2 separate regions of the Ovis aries genome follow, and region 2 is linked to region 1. The links are chromatin contacts, called in public Hi-C maps. All regions are on one chromosome and are shown on one strand. The core of a region is the stretch at or near the end of the contact, and the rest is flanking DNA. Distances in the headings are between cores, read along the strand shown. Region 1 holds the start of SIK1 (salt inducible kinase 1). Region 2 has its middle 98 kb from the start of SIK1.

The links. Hi-C and Micro-C count contacts between places; a contact is called where the count stands out from the background.
Region 2: a contact with region 1 is called in a Hi-C map of muscle, with 4 times the contacts expected there. The contact joins the enhancer-like site here to the promoter of SIK1 in region 1. A contact is called at or near these places in 5 of 16 Hi-C or Micro-C datasets (liver, muscle, omental adipose tissue and 2 more).

The regions. Positions count from the first base shown.
Region 1 is chr1:264,205,835-264,211,602 of ARS-UI_Ramb_v3.0, forward strand. It overlaps SIK1 (salt inducible kinase 1), which reads right to left and starts at 3,259. Exons shown (of 13, transcript XM_042237598.1): 1 at 3,126-3,259; 2 at 2,568-2,738; 3 at 1,996-2,112. The coding sequence starts at 2,723.
Region 2 is chr1:264,303,885-264,309,652 of ARS-UI_Ramb_v3.0, forward strand. No RefSeq gene overlaps it. Among named protein-coding and RNA genes, the nearest start is that of SIK1, 98 kb to the left of the region's middle. Within about 2 kb of position 3,702, at least 36 of the 54 cell types and tissues checked have an H3K27ac peak or open chromatin away from gene starts, as enhancers often do. A contact at or near this core is called in liver, muscle and tail adipose tissue, where this site is marked.

The DNA of each region.
Region 1 (5,768 bases), core at 2,009-4,508:
AAAGGTTTGTTTACTGATCCAAGAATTTTATTTCATGTTGAAAAAAAGATTTTTTTAAGAGTTTAAAACATAACTAAAAAACAAGGTCAAATTCAAATCTTTGGTACTGAAAGGAATAAAACAGACTCATGTATATGTATTTTAAAATATTTCATTTTTTAAACTCTTTACTGAATATGTTACAATATTGCTTCTGTTTCATGTTTCTGTTTTTTGGCCTCAAAGTATGTGGATCTTAGCTGCCTTTATGGGGATCAAACCCACAACCCCTGCATTGGAAGGCCAAGTGTTAACCACTGGACCACCACGGACTATTTCAGAGGAAGTTATCCTTATTTAAAACAGAGCTCTTGGAGGTTCAAAATGTAATTATTCCTTTAAAAAGGTACTTTGAGCCATAAACTTAAAGAGAAAAGCAAATACAACGCAGTTTAGCTACAATTGTAACTGCCCTGGACCTGTGTGGTGGAGGGACTTGTAAGTTTATCCCTTTCCTCAGTTTAAAAAAAGAGAGGCAGAAAGATTTAAGAGTCAACATGTTTGAAGTTCAAAAAAAAAAAAAAAAAAAAAAACCTCGAGGAAAGAGTTGAAGTGTCTCACCAAGGTTCTGGGGCCTGGGCCAGCTGGATGCAAATTAGACACTAGTGTCAAAACGCGAGCTGTACAATCATTGCTGCCTGCTGAGCCCATCTCCCAACAGCAGCTCCTGGAGCGGTGAGCAAATTCATCCCCAGAAAAGACCTCAACGTGGATCCCAGGGGCTGGGCGTCTGGCTACCCGGGCTCCTCCTGCCCGGGGTCAGTGGAGGACAGGAAGACGGGGACGGCCCTGGCTCATCCCCTCCCGGCAAAGTCAAAGGCAGGCAGGCTTTAGCCCACTCCTGCGGAAACGGGGCGGGCACATTGCTCAGGCACTGACATCAGTGGCCGTGGAGGAAGCATCTTATCTTGGCCTCACGACGCAAAAACGACAACAGAAACAAAACATGAACCGGGGCGCACATGACGTGGGCTGTGCACTTAACGCCACCGAGTAAACTGTCACTAGGGGAACACGAGCCCTGTGACTCCCTCATCCTTCACTGTAACCGAGGGCAGCAGCCTTCCCCAGGGTCACTTCAATCACAGTCCTCTCTCCACCCCGCCTTGCAAACGGCACACACCGCCCCCCCCCCCACACACACACACACACTCTCTATTCATCACGGATCCACAGGGTTTCATGAGACTCCTCAAAAGGAACTTACCCACCACAACTGGGTGAATGCAAAGAACACATCCTTCTGAAGTGGATCTAAGTTCATTCTACGGAAGTGGCTGGCTAAGAAAGAGATTGCTCTGCTGTCCTACTTAAATCAGCACCTCATTTCCAAAGGTACAATTTATTAGTCTTAACAGGAGAACAAAAATAAAGTCACAAAGCAAACCAACAGGCGGCCAGGGTGAGGCGCGTCCTTGATGTGGATTAGATGTCAGGTCCCCTGCTCTCACCTGGGCACAGGTGTGTTATGTCTCCATGTCTGATGGGAGGGTTGAAGCAGAAGAGACAAATGCTCACTGCTGCCTTGGCAAAGGTAAGTTTACAAAAACTGGTAAGAGCAGCTAGTCTTAACGTTTAATAAAAATCTGCCGAGGTGGAAGTGTCTAGACTCAAATTTGTCCTTTCACACTAAATGGCTGACTCTCAGCAATACAGAAATCCGTGTGTTTTGTTTGTTTGTTTTCATAATAAATTTAACAATTGACCTCCGCATCCAAAACTGGAGCAAGTAACAATATCAAATAAAACTTTAATGAAGCAAATCTGGATTATGATCCAAAAGCAAGAAAAAATAAGTGCACAGCTCACAAAAATCAATCTCTTTACCTTCTACAATCAACTCCCTGACTCCCACCCAGTGACACAACCTTCAGAAACTGTAGACTTAAGTTGTTGAAAATTAAAAAATGATACACTTGCCAGAAGTAACAGTGGGACACACACTTGAATCCTTACCTGATAGAGCTTTATAATGTGAGGATGATTCAGAAGCTTCATGATCTGAACCTCTCGATAGATTTTCTCCAAATTGCTTGAATCTAATCGTGCTTTGTCGATTATTTTTATTGCAACCTACAAATCATTAATAAAGGATATTTGCTGAAATAAAACTCTCTGCCTTAAGCTAATTTACACACTTCGTTTTTTGCAGGTTAATTTCTAAAACACTTCATGTCCCCAAAGGTCACAAAAACTTAGGGAGGAAAATAACAAAAGTAGCCCAAAAAGTCAAAGTTTAATAAATGTCTTAAGTCTCTGCAGACTCGTTTTACAGGCTCCAGCTGTACTCCTGGGTATTTGGTCATTATCCTCTTTGCTACTCCCCAGTATTTGTACAAATTACGCATAATCATAACATATCGCATTTTCTTCTTTACCAAACTGATAAAAACTATCAACGTTTCGACCTTGGGACGATGGACCCCACAAGCAGGGATTTCACCAGCTTCCCGGGCTCCAGGGAAAGGGGGTATCCAGCCGCGGAGGGTCCACCCCGGGGTTCCGCGCGCCCCCCCCCCCCCACGCACCTGCGTTTTGGTGACTCGATGCCGGGCCAGCTTCACCACCGCGAAATTGCCCTTGCCGAGGGTCCGCTCGATGTCGTAGAAGCCCACCCGGAGAGGCTTCTGCTGGCCCTGGCCCGAGCCCGCGGGGGCCGCGCTCAACTCGGCCATGATCACCATGGTTCCGGGCCGCACCTGCGGGCGGGGGGCGCGCTCAGCTCGGCGGCTGCAGACCCGACCCCCGGACGCGCGGACCTGCGGCCACCGCCCCCGCCGGCGACTTGCTCCACCGCGAGCCCCGATCCGGGAGCCGTGCGCCCTGCTCCTATGCCCGCCGCCCGCAGTCGGATCCGCTTGGGCTCCGGGTCCCAAGCCCCGCGGGGCGCGTGGACCGCCGCCCGCGCCCGACTCCGTCCTGAACCCTGGACCCTCGCTCCCATGGCCCCCGCTGTCTGCCGCACAACAAAGGGGAAGCCGGCGGCGGCGCCCCGGCCCGAAAACCCCGCGCGCGCACCTGCGGGGCCGCCGAGCCCGCAGCCCCGAGCCCGGCGGCGGCCACCGGCCCACCGGGCCGCGCCTCACCTCCGCCGCCCTCGGAGCGCCGAGGCTGGGACGCCGCTCGCCCCGGGGCCCCCGCCGCCCGCTCGGCCGTTCGCTCTGCCCGGCCGCCAGCTGCTCCGCCGCCTGCCGCCCGGGCCGCGCCGCATGTCAGCTCTGAGCCTGGAGCCGCGCTCTCCAGCCGCACGCGCCGTCCGCCCCGCCCCCGGGCCCGCCCCTGCCTCCCGGGCCCGCCCCGTCACGCCCCCACGCCGCCGACCCCGCCCACGGCGGCCCCGCCCACGCCGCCGCCGCCGGATTGATACATCCCTATTGACGTCCTTTTGACGCCAGAGCGACGCGCGGCCGAGAGCCAGGCGGAGGGAGAGCGGGAGATCGGGCGGTTGCCAAGAGACTGGCGGCTCTGACGCGCGCGCTGATGAGGCCGTCGCCATGGCGACCGTGGGTCGGTGACGTCAGGGGCCCCGGCAGCCTGAGGCCCGCCCGCGAGCGCGGGCGCTCCCGCCGGCGCGCGACCCCTACCGGATGCCTAGGGCGCTGCGGGAGGCTTAACCGTTTCGTCCCCGAGGAGAGACTGCCCTTCCTCATACGGGCACACAGCCGCCTTCGCGCTGGTCCCCCTCTTCTCGCCTCCTCCCAGCAGGCTTGGTTCTAGCGCTGTTCTGAAACTCCTTAAATTTAGCACGGTTGCGGCTGCGTCCTCTGCAGACCCCTACTCCCGGGTCCCCATTATCGGGGTGTGGGTTTCATGTGTCCCCCAGTTTCTTTCGGAAGTGATCGGCCTTGGAGCCACCCTACCAGGTGGGGCCCGGGAAACCTCACAGACGCGCAGAATGTGGCCATACCAGGTGCAGGTTAACAGCAGGCCAGGTCTCACCCCCCAAATTGGTCACCCGGCTCCAGGGAGGAGCCGCCACCCACCAGGGACCCTTCTGAGCGTGGCAGGTACGGACATGGAAGACATGGGCGTCCCACTTCGACTGCTCTTGCTCTGTACTGAAATGTCAACACTGGAAACCGGCCAGCATCTCTGTAACCTACACCAGGGGCCTGAGGGCTGCCAGAGTGCGGTGAGCCCCCAGGGGAGTGGTTCAGCCCACCGGGCCCATTCGCCTCCATCTGAGGTCAGAAGCCAGCTGATGACTGGAGGCAGCCCTTTGCTAGGCTGAAGAAACCTAGCAGGCTGGAGAGAAGAGGAACACCCAGTGAGTTGATTTCTGGGCTGACCTGGGGTCTAGGTGGGAATGGACCCCACTCCTGAAGGACCAGGGTATTGAGAAATCCAGTTAGCAGCACCTTAAATAAGGCCAGTTTCCCTGGTGGCTCAGATGGTAAAGAATCCACCTGCAATGCAGGAGACCTGGGTTTGATCCCTGGGTAGGGAAGACCCCCTGGAGAAGGGAATGGCAACCACTCTAGTATTCTTGCCTGGAGAATTCCATGGACAGAGGGGCCTGGCGGGCTGCAGTGCATGGAGTCCTGAAGAGTCAGACGTGATGGAGTGAGTAACACTTCACTTTCTTTTGACTCAGACCAGGTGCTTTGTATGCAGATGACAAAAGGGCCCTGTACCTTGGGGGCAGGGGTGTGGGTGGGAGGAACAGCCCCTCCAACGGGGCCTACAGGAGGGTCAACAGTGAGCAAGGACTTCATCCCTGGCGAGGCTGGACACCGCAGGTCCCTTGGCCTTGGTTACTTTTGTCTGCTGCCAGGTCCACCATGCTGTCTCCTTGAGTTTCAGTGGGGGAGCGGGCAGGGACCTGTGCCCTCAGGACAGAGGTCAAGGCAGGAGGGACAGAGCATGAAAATGGCAGCAGGTGACAATTTCCGTTGGCGTCACTGCTCAATGCACGTGCCTTTACACCTCTGCGGAGGAGACACTAAGGGAAGACACAGCATAGGGCAAACACTATTTATTAAATATTAGGAAGGCAGAAGACTCTGCCTGCAATGCAGGAGACCTGGGTTCAATCCCTGGGTCAGGAAGATCCCCTGGAGAAGGGCGTGGCCACCCACTCCAGTATTCTTGCCTGGGAGATCCTATGGACAGAGGAGCCTGGCAGGCTACAGTCCACGGAGTCACAAAGAGTCGGACACGACTGAGCGACTCAGCATAGCACCCAACCTGCAATCATTTTCCTTGTGTTCAAGTATGACTTCAGAGGAGAGGGTGGGGAGCAAGAGGTAAGCGAAATGGATACAGAGCTTGGACGCCCTTTGAGGAGGTTTCGGTGCCGGCCAGCTACCCGGTGAGGGTGTCTCATGGAATCGGATGTGCTTCTCTGGTGCCCAATCACAGGCTGGGGCTAACATGTGCCATCACCCCTCTGCCTGGGCACAGTTTGTGGCTTTAGTTTGTCTTGAAAGGCCTTTCAAGGCCATTAATAGTCTCAGCGTTTTCCTTAGTCTTTCAAAATGCCCTCGTCCCAGGTTTATCCATAGAGAATTCGGAGGAATATTCTTCCTCCCAGCTGAGTAGTTTACAACCATGAGTTATTTACAAAGTAGTTTCCTCTCCTTCTCGGGGGTCCGGCACCCTGCTCTAGATCTTGGATGCAGAGGGTGCCGGGAGGATCTCAACCTTTCTCTGCCTGCATTGTCCAGAGAGCAGGCTTGCTGCCCAGGGGGCTGAGGGATAGCCACCCCATGTTGGGCTGTCAGATGGTG
Region 2 (5,768 bases), core at 2,452-4,951, 98 kb after region 1:
CAGACCCAGAACCAGACACTCTGGGGACCAGGGCCCTCGAGAGTGCAGGGCTCTGCTGTCCACCACCCTCCTCCCCTGCCTGCAGATCTGAACCAGGGACAGGGAGGAGAGGGGCTGGGACACGGGCCCAGGAGTGTTGCAATAGCCCTTCGTTGCCAACTCAGATATGACGCCAGACGCCAGGACAGGATAGCGTCCACACTCTGCCCTCCTCGTGTTTCCTAAGAATGGATGGCTTGCAGGAAAGATCTGCTAACCAGCTTTCTAGGAAGTGCAGGCCTTGCTGACGTCTGTCTCCGGGAGCGGTGGGGGCCAGTGTTCACAAAAGGCAGAGCCCAGAGAAGCGGGTCCAGGGTGGTGCGATGTTGGAAGCTTTCCCCACCAGGGAGCAGGTCTGCCCCCTCCTGCCCTCGGCACCCACACTCAGATGGGTCCCCCTCCTTCTAGGACACTGCCCTCCATGCCAGCCCTTACTGCCTGCTGGCCCTGAAAGGCCTGTGTCCACCCCTGCCAGCCTCCCACACAGGGCCAGGGGTGCACAGCGGGTCCCTTCTCACCGGTCATAGGGACAGGAAAGGTGTTCATGCCAAGAAGATTTCTGTCAAGAAAGAACACTCCTGTGGGCCTGTTCCCATCACCCTGCAACGCTGACCCGGTCAGAGTGTGTGGCCCAAGGCTTCCAGGCAGCCTGTGATTTCTGGAGAAAGCTCTGGCAGGTGACCTCCCTTCCTGGCCTCCCCGCCCCCTCCCCCCACCCCCCCACCCCCCCAGGAACGACTCAGCCATTCTTCTGTGTGTGTGTCATTCCACGGTGTGTCCCTTCAGGCCAGGTCATTATCCCTACAGCCGAGCCTCAACAGAGCAGCTGCAGGCCATCCATTACACAACCGTCTCAGACATTCCGAACACAAGCCCAGAGTGCATGCCCTCGTGTGCCGACGCCCCCGGGATGGGCTCCCCCCAGAACCATCCTTCCAGGATAAGTGGCCCTCACTTGAATGCAGCACCATTTGCCAGACACAGGGACCCAAGGAGACACCCTGGTGGGAAGTCGAGACACACGAGCTGAGAGGCCAAGCTGGCCCTGAAGGCCATCCAGGCCTGGGGACACTCACGTCCCTCCAAGAGGCACCCCGTCCTCCGAGCTCTTGGCAGAGCCTTGAGCACCCTGCAGAACCTGTGTTCCTTCTGACCCCTAGTTCCTCCGATCGCATACACCAAGGCTCTACCATCTAACTGCCCGATTCAAGTCCCACCCACTCTTCCTAGAAACATGACCTTGGATGCAACATCTAACCTCCCAAAACCTGTTTCCTTGCCTGTGAAAGAATAACTGACAGTTTAGTCATTGCCTGGAAGGTCTGGGGGAGGCGGCCAGGGCCCAGACGCGGCGGGGGATGTGCTGAGCTCAGGGAGTGCGTCTGCCTGGGTCTGACCAGCAGGGCAGCACGGTTAGCCCAGGGCCAGAGCAGAGGCCTGGTGTAGAGGATGCCCAGAGTTTTGGGGGAGTCCCCGGGGAGGAGGGGATGCCGAGATCAGGTCTCAGATGGCCTGCCTATCTGTGCATCTCCTGCCGCCCCTCACTCCAAGTGTGAGCGCTCAAGGGTTCAGGCACACTCCAGCCCCAGCGGGCAGGACAAGGGCGTCTCCTGGACTCCCTCTGCCCCAGGACAAACAGGGCTCACGAGCACACCTGGGATGTTTCTGAAGAAGGCTGAGGAGGGGGGCCGGGGACCAGAGGGCAGCAGCCACACCGGGGGTCCCCGTGGGTCATCTCTACCAGCTGCTGTGACTGGTTCCCATGGCGGGCGGCCCACATGACACTCACTCCTCATAGCCTGGGACGCTGTACATCCGAGATGTGGGGTCTGGTGAGGACCTTGTCCTGGCCCAGAAATGGCCGCTTCCTTCTTGCTGTGTTCTCACCCGGGAGAAAGAGGTCATCTCTCTCTCCAAGGACACTGTCCCGTCACAAGGCAAAGGTCCCACCTCCTGATGCCATTATTTTGGGGGTCAACATGTGAATTCAGGGGGACCCAAACATTCAGACCATAGCAGCGACTAAAGCTCTAGGGCCCCCAAGGAGCTGGGGAGAACGCAACCCAGCACTGTCAACCACCCAGGCTGGCAGCAGGCAGGGCGCACTCGACCCTTAAGTGCTGGCCAGGAAGCCCCAGGGGCCTGTCAAGGAGCCTTGGGAGAGGGTGAAGGGCCAGGCAAGGGGGCACTGCCAGCCACACCTGTGGACAGCAGTGGAGGGAGTGAAGATGAGCCGGGGCCCAAGGCTCAGAGCCTCACCCCACGACAGACAGAGCTGCTCAGGGCAACGCGGAGGAAATCCCTGCTCTGAGAAGCTCGGATGCCAAGCTGGAAATCGCCAGACCCCCAGGAGTCTGTTCGATTGGGAGACAGGGCCGACAGCAGAGACATCGGACGGGTGGGCCTCTGAGGCTGGGCAGCGGTGAGGAGTCAAGTGAATCTCAGACAAGACTCTCCACATGGCTGGGCACAGGCCGGCAGCCAGCAACGTGGCAGGGGCGTGGGTGGGCCACCCTGCTGGTCAGGCTGTGGGGTCAGGGCGTCTGTCCAGTGTCCTCGGGGTCACTGCCTGATGGCAGGCTCGCCCTGCAGGCAGCATCGGCTGCCTCTGACCGCTCGTGTGCTTGGGGCGTTCTAGAGAAATGCAGACAGGCTGCAGCAGGAGCCCAGACAAAATGCACTGGGGAGAAATGAAAACTAGACCAAAAAACACACACGTTCCAAATGCAAAAGTGAAAGCTGACTTGGATGCGACCCGAAGCGGCAGCTTGGCTCCAGGGCCCCACCCCTTTCTGCTGTCACAGTCCTGTCCAACTCTCTGCGAACCCATGGCCTGCAGCACACCAGGCTTCCCTGTCCTTCACCATCTCCCAGAGCTTGCTTAAGTTCATGCCCATTGAGTCGGTGATGCCATCCAACCATTTCATCCTCTGCCACCCCCTTCTCCTTTTGCTTTCAATCCCCATGGAAAACCCCATGGACCGTGTGAAAAAGCCCCTTTCTGATAAATGGCCCCATTTGAGTGATTTTCTAAGAATGAAAAACTGTCACCTGAGGTCACGTTTGTACTTCCCTGGCCTAGTGGGCGGAGACCAGGGGGTGGAGTCGGAAGCAGAGTCCTGTGGGAGGCACGCTCTCCTCCCACACACACTTCCCCCAACCCCAGTCCCCCTCTCCCCTCTTGTCTGCGTCTGGGCCCTAGGAGGGCTGGCCACCCACTGGGAGCCTGGCTGCTGTGGGCGAGAGCCATGTGAACCACCCGAGGGCATCATCCAGCTCTCTTTCAGAGCCACGGCCTCAGGGGATTCCATGGCCTCATGGGACTCCACGGCCTCATGGGACTCCACGCCCTCACAAAAGAGCAGAACCCAATGGAACGTTTGCCTTCCTGTTGAGCACACTTGTCAAGCCCCAGGAACCCGGAGCGGGGCGAGTCCCTTCACCTGCCAGGGGCTCAGGCTGCCCCCCAGCCCCCCAAGCCCAGCCCCTCTGGCCGGCGACATGGGAGCAGTGGCTCTGTCCGCCGCGATGAAGGCTGCCCCTCCCAAACAGGGCAGAGCGTGTCCCGGGCCAAAATGTTCCGGGAGGGCTTGGAAGAGGAAGTGCGTGCCCAGTGGGGCAAGGGTGGCAGGTTCCGGGGAAAGCAGAAGCTATCCTGCCCTCAAGAGCCGATTGTGCAAGCCCAAGGCAGGGCCCCGGGGATCAACAGGCCGAGACGGCGCGTCCTGGTCACAGTTGCTGTGACTAATTGCGGGATAAACAGGAAGGCGCTCCACCTGCCAGAGCCCGGCCAGCGCTCCCTGCGTGGCCACAGCCTCAGGGGCCCTGTGTTCCTGGGCGCTGAGTCTCTCAAGCTGTGACGCCAGCACTCAGTAGGGTGAAGGCGGCATCCGACCCCAGGCAGGAGGGGCCGGCGGGCAGGCAGCTGGGCCTCAAGGCAGACCCTCGCCCCAGAGCGTGCGTCTCCGCCTCCAGCGGCGGGACCTGGTCTGCTCATTTCCCTGTCACTCCCACTACCTGACAACACGTCAGGGCTTTTCTCCGGGCAACTTCCAGGAGCGGGATTTTTCCAGCACAGGTGGGAAGACCAGATTAAGAAGGGGCTTGAGGTCTCAGGACTGAGGGGAGCAGAGCAAGGAGTAGACGGGCTTCTGCCTCAGGCTGCCCTCCAGCCCTGCATACTGATCGCCCTGCTGGGTTCAAGGGGAAGTGCACACCTGACCGCAGAGTTTCTGACCTGCAGGCTCAGGGGCCTGTCATCTGTCACCATCGCCACCCCCTGAAGCCTGGCCCAGGGTCAGAGCACAGTACACTTGGTCCACAGCCAGAAACAGTGAACCAGGTATACAGCCCCAGAGACACAGGTGGTCTTCACTTGCCCGGAGACCTGCAGCCACAGCCCTCCCATACACACACACAAACCCTAGGCCCCACCCACCCTGGGGACACAGAGCAAGGGGGCAGGAGAACAAGTGTCCAACCTGAACCCTAGTCCAGCCCCTTCGGTGGAGGCCCTGGCTCACGATGAGTTTCCTGGGCTCTGCGCTGGAAGCTCCTGACTGCAACGTCAGACAGAAACTAACAACAATCCCTCAGTGACAGGCCCATGCAGACAAAACACGGGTGATGGTCAGCCCCGTGAGCAGTCCCTAACCAGTCTGTGCCACTGACTTGAGGCTGAGGCCATTCCCTGGAGGACAATCTCCAAGGACACTGCTGCTTCTGGATTTTCACCCTTTTACATGCATCCCTTCCACTCCTGGAAAGAAATCTACACCTTGAGGCTTGGGTTTTCTTAATTTGTGGCCAAATTCCTGCCAGATTTCATGGGCTTGGAGACCAGGTATAACAGGGTAGTCAGGGCCAGGCCACCTGCTCATCATCGCAGAGAGGAATGACAAACCCCACACAGATACACACATGCACGTGTGCAGACACATGTATAGATCGCACACCTGGATCCACACGCACACAGACACACACTCCCAGACAAGAACTGTGGCTGCAACCACTCATGGTCACGCCAGGGACATCATTACTGAACTTGACCTGTGTCCACATGTGGTCCAGGCAGGAAGTGCCGGGGGGGCAGGGGTGAGAGGAGACTCCACACTGGTATGCACGTCGGGGGAGCGGGCCGGGGGAGCAAAGCAGCTCGGCAGCAAGAGTAGAGGCCACAGAAAATCGGGCATCACAGCTTCAGCTGCAGCACCCCACCATTCAGTGCACCTGTGCCCCAGAGGAGGATAAGGTCCAGGGCAAGAGGACATCTGCAGCCCAGGCCTCGCCACAGAGGCCTTCAAAGGGCTAGCTATTTCTCCCCTCCTGGGGAGCCGGGTGAGAACCAAGATGGCAGAAAAGCAGAGGCTGCTGGCCCAGCCAGTTGGGGGGGCGCAGTGCAGGGGCGTCAGGCGCGGCCTGGATGTCGGCAGTGCAGGCAGGGGCTCTGCTGCTCCCCAGGGCACCTTCCTGCAGACCAGGGGGCCTGAAGGGAGAAGCCCACAGTTCTGGGCCCACGTGGCAAGTGTAGAACCAAGATTCCAAACTTGCTCCCTGGCTGGAGAGGGTCTTGATCCATCAAGAAGAGTTAATGTGCCAGGTACCATGCCCAAAGGCAGCAGGTTTGGGATGTGTTGTTTATGTAAGAATGTCAGGGTGATGGGTCACCTCGAAAAACAGCATTGCTGCTGAACAGGTGAGCTCCAGGGCCACAAAAAATGCGCTTGTCA